Linked DNA regions of Cydia pomonella: region 2 is linked to region 1. A link is a contact called in public Hi-C data. All regions are on one chromosome and are shown on one strand. Each heading gives the region's core, a stretch centred on a gene start, on an enhancer-like site or on the middle of the called end of the contact. The rest is flanking DNA. Distances are from core to core; before and after follow the strand shown.

Region 1 (2,627 bases), core at 95-2,594:
GTACTACGCTCTTATTACACTGGAATAAGATGCTATGGGACATATTTTTGAGTAAGATGTGTACACCCATATCTTTACACTTGATTGGACGTAAGTAGTAGGAAAATCATAGGTTTTAAGTAGTATGTGAAATGTCACCTGTTAGGTACTTACACATAGCGTGCTCAAGGACATACAACCTATTAAAAATCTAAATGCCACACATAAAAATAGCTATTTATGAATACTTGGGCAATAAATGCTTTACAGTGGCTTACCTAGGTTCCTGCGCCTTTTTATAGTAATTGGTACGGCGCAATCTAGGAGGTCACGACTTGGTAACGATGAGGTGAATGACCTAATCTGACGATACAGAGAGGCAGGTACGTACAAATATTTTTCTTATATCTCAATAGGTAAGTAAATGTGATAAAGGTAGCTTTCTTTAAACAATAAGGTTTCCAGCGTCGTTATTCGCGGAATCGATTGCTATTATTTTATTTACATTCGCGTGGTTAAACCGTTTTTATAGGTACAATAAATTATGCGGCTTTATTAAGTTCGGTTTTATTAATATTTTAATTGCGTTAAGATCGAAAGGGCTGTTAATTATGCATTTAAAACGCACCTCGTCGACTCGCTCGTCTCTACCGCAAAGAAGCGCGCAATATCGGTGGCTTCTTAAATTGCAAAATACGTAACTAATAATAAGAGATACCTAAATAAATTTAATAATACTCACGGACTGGTACTTTCTTGGGATCATATCTTTCGACAACCCCATTGATGACTTCAATCTTCGCTTGCGCGACCTTCGACCGCTCGGTTATCCCCTGAAGCTGAGCCGTTAGCTCGCTGAAGATATCCTCGGCTAGGAGCACGAGGGACGCCAGCTGCCTCAACGCGTTGCTCAGGGTACAGTTAGTGACCGCCTGCAGCTCCTCATCGGTGACCCTAGGCCTCCCATCCTCGTCACGTAAACTAGTCCGCGACAGAAACTTCGGTTCCACCACACGCTGCACGAAAGGCATCGCGACAGTCTTAAAACACCTTGAACCACTTACTCACCCATCCCCGTGCAAAATAATCTTAATTCCGTCATCCATTCAACACACAACACAAAAAACGTCAGGTAACCGCCACTTTGAATTAACCGACATCCTGACCGGTGAACTTTCACTGATATACCTTTATTTGCTTAGTTCTATGCAGTTTTTGCTTTATTTTAGTTAGTAGTTTAACATTTTACTGAAGTTGTTTAAGTTAAAAAGTTTAAGGAAACTTTTGTTTCACGAGATCCCGCCATAACGGTGTGCGACATGCCACAGCCTTTACGCGCCCTTGCTGCCGGCCGATTGAAATTGAAATGAATGAACGCGACTCCTGTGTTGCCATATACATGTCGAAAATTACCTTTTCACAATGTTTACTTTTTATGTAATTATTATGACTACTATTTAAATTATTCTAGAGCACATATCGTGTTTTTTTAATGTTGTACGTATTTGTTTGTAAACTTATGCTGGAACCATTTAAAATCTGTGGGTTTTAACCACATTTGTAAAATGACTTTTGACTCTGACAATCTGCTTTCGTATGACCGAATGTTCTTCTCTACAGGTCGCAATTCTCAACTGTTTCTCGCGAAATTTTGTGAGCAGTTTCAGTATAATAAGTACTTTTTTTTCTGTAGTCTTGTTTTTTGAAAATGTCAATATGGTGGTGATTGGCATAAAGAACTTAAGTAAGTATTAGATCCTATGGCACTTAAGGCCATTGTGAGTACGCTGTGATAACGACCCAACAAAGTAAGTATTTTTGCTTTTACGCGTTTTAAGCTTATCAATTTTATCGCAGTCTACAGCTCACAGAGCCACTAGTATATTTTGCGATAAATAATAGAGTAGTTTTTAAGAAAATAACTATTACTAAATTACCCCCTTAAGCCATGTATTTTTTGTCTTGGTCACCCTAAAATTTATTTATTGTTTAGTGCCATCTTGCGATGGCAACATGAATTACGTGATATACCTTTATACTTAGCGCGTCTTTGTCCGAAAAAGAGTTGGAACTCGACGCTAGAGTGCACTGTAATCAAAGGAATGAAGTGTTTATTAGTTCTTCAAAACTTCGAAAGATGGCGTTGGCTACTCATTATAATCAGAAGTTTGCCGCTGATGGCAAACCCTTCATGATAAATACTGTACATCTAACGAACCAGGCAGGCGTCGTCTTGCCGGGTAAAACAGCGCCACATTAAAATAAAAATCTGGTTATACATTAACCAATAGCAATTTACCAGTTTCATACAATTGTGTTTTCTAATCATCCACGACCCCGTTGTGGTATACGCACAAAATTTCATCCCAACCGGTCCAGCCGTTTAGGAGAAGTTAGGTGACAAACACACATACAGAAGAATCTGTATAAGTAATCATTGTTTTTGACTCTGTAGGATTGCGAGATTTGCCAGTTCTGTGACTTAAGTTTGTACGTCAATTTGCTTGCATGTCTAAGACCAAAAATTCTACTGAAATGAAATAAATCTATTGTAAGTACTTCTTTATAATCATGATTATCTTGTGCTAGTCTACGAGTATCAAAACAGTCTATCAAAACTTACCAAAACTCCATATTAGATTGAACTT
Region 2 (2,627 bases), core at 48-2,547, 270 kb after region 1:
TAATTTCGGAAACATTCTGAGGGACCCTCAGTTGTAGGTACTATAAGAACCCGCAGCTGCAGCCGGTAAATCTCCACGGACGTCTGCGGAACCTATTTAATTACCTACGTCCACTCCCCTGAACCCTAAAGGTACAATTTATTTAGTGCACTATTTATTATCGTGGGTTTAGTTCGCGTTACCGAACGATTAAAGAGCTATTTTTAGGCTTCCTTACCTCAATTAGAGGATTAATACGTTTTAGCAAAAACTTCATTTTTGGTACAAGCTTTTGTCGCTGACTGTACTTTTCTTACCATGGGCAACTATATCTCTCACAATTCTAAAAACCCCAAATGCAATCTGCGTTGTTTCAGCACAGAGTTCCCATGTCTATGCCCTGTATCCATATTCAGATCAGCTCGATGGTATCATAATATTGCATTGTCACACAACCTATGTACGCAAATTTTCAGCTCAATCAGAAATCGGGAAGTGGGTTAAATGTAGCTTCCAAGATTTGGCACTAACAAAATAACATACAAAGTTAAAGCCCGACCAGAAATATATGATCATTGTCAAGAGGGCGCTGTTATTTTCATGTATAGAGTGACAGTTCAGTTTAGTACGAAATTTTTAGTTCCAATGAGATTCCGCAATATGGCGCGTGATCATATATTACTGGTCAGGCTTTACTTACTAACCGGGCAAGTTAAATTAAAGCTTGTAAAAATATCGATAATCTGCTCTGAATGAAGGAACTGTATGGAAAAAGTTTTTTTATTTATTTACTTAAACTTTATTGCACAAGATACAAAAAGATGTACAAATTGCGGACTTACAAGTCAACCATCAGAGATTTTTATGTTTCTTGCAATTTATACTCAATTTATACTATGTCATTCACCTCGACAAGATCTACTTATAATGATATCATAGTGTAAAATATAGTCCTCAAGAGCAATAGGAGGTAGATTCTAAATCAACAATTTGTTATGAGTAGTCTGGTTTTGACACAACCTTAACGGTCTTCATGGTCACGCACGAATTTCACTTCATGTCGCATGCACCCATCAGAGTGACAGTCGTCAAGGTCGTATCAAAATAAAGATCAAAATCCGTAACAAGTTTTAAATATGAATCTGGTTCCTAAACCAATTTGCGCATAATTTTTTTTTTTTTTCATTTGCGGCTTTTCTAGTGCTCTAATCTAGTTTTTTTTATGTGATAGTCAGCAAACGAGCAGACGAGCCGCCTGATGGGAAGCGGTCATCGTCGCACATGGACATAAGCAACATTACAGAAGCCACTTAAGCGTTGCCGACCTTTAACCCCAAATACCCGCTTCTTGAAGAATTCCATGTCGTAGCGCAAAGGAAATACCTCAGGGGGGCAACTCATTCCACATTGTGCACGTTCTAGGAAGAAATGAGCGAGATACCCGCTTATTCTTGGTGGGCCATGTATCTAAGATTGTATGTATCTAGATTAGTCACCAAGAAGCTTTTGATTCCGAACAAAAATGGAATCGATTATCGTTTACAATATTGGCAATTTTGTAGGATTTTTTTTCCAGAATCTATAAAAAAAAAATACTACGTCGGTGGCAAACAAGCATACGGCCCGCTTGATAGTAAGCAGTGTCCGTAGCCTATGTACGCCTGCAACTCCAGAAGAGTTACATGCGCGTTGCCGACCCTAATAACCCTCCCTCCCCTCGTTGAGCTCTGTTGTATCTTGTTGTGGCATCGTCCACAAGAGAGGTATGGGCATTGTGAATGTCATCTCGCTTTGTGTGGTAGGGCACAGCACAGCAGATGTCAATCCAGGTCTAGAGCAGAGCCCAACTTGGGAAGTACCTCCACCTTACAGAAATCTGTAAGTCGTCGGTGATTTAAATTCCGGGAAGGATCAGGTCAAAAATACCTGTAATAAGTTTGGGCGGGGTTCTTTTCACTCGTTTCAATGGAATGGTTACGTTCCCCTGGACTGGGCGACTCTTAATTTATGCTATTTAAGTTGTAACAAACTGTGCCTCTATCATCCCCTGGGAAATGGGACAGAATAACATTAACAACACACAAAAAAAACGATTATATATGCTGTAACGGCTACAATCATGAGACATTTAACACATTGAGCACCGGGAACCCGCTTGGTGGGTTCTCTGTTCGTAGTTGCTTTCCTCTACAAAGCGGGAAAACGCTTTATCAAATGTCACTTTTTTAAATGTAAATGGTTGATTTGTTGATGAAAATCACTATATGTATGCCTTTCACATTTGAAAAGTTTCCTCAATTCTTCATGGATCCCATCATCAGAACTTAGTTTTGACAAAAACAGGACCAATTTGTATGTATATAAATTCAATAAAAAAAAGAATTTTCTAAATCGGTTCAGAAATGACGGAGTTATGAAGTAACAAACATAAAAAAAACATACAACCGAATTGAGAACCTCCTTTTGAAATCTTAAAGTCGGTTAAAAATGAAACTTAAGCCGCTCTTGTTTATGGTAAAATGTTGGCAGTGTTTAAAAAACGGGCCAAGTGCGAGTCGGACTCGCACAGGAAGGGTTCCGTACCATTATCTATAAAAACGGTCACCCATCCAAGGACTGACCCCGCCCGACGTTGCTTAACTTCTGTG

The links. Hi-C and Micro-C count contacts between places; a contact is called where the count stands out from the background.
Region 2: a Hi-C map of whole body shows a contact between it and region 1, with 2.7 times the contacts expected there. The contact joins the promoter of LOC133520441 here to the promoter of LOC133520436 in region 1. A contact is called at or near these places in 2 of 2 Hi-C or Micro-C datasets (both in whole body).

What each region holds. Positions count from the first base shown.
Region 1 is chr8:5,914,357-5,916,983 of ilCydPomo1, forward strand. LOC133520436 (mucin-2) reads right to left here and starts at 1,345. Exons shown (of 7, transcript XM_061854843.1): 1 at 722-1,345. The coding sequence starts at 1,010.
Region 2 is chr8:6,183,997-6,186,623 of ilCydPomo1, forward strand. LOC133520441 reads right to left here and starts at 1,298. Exons shown (of 7, transcript XM_061854854.1): 1 at 1-1,298.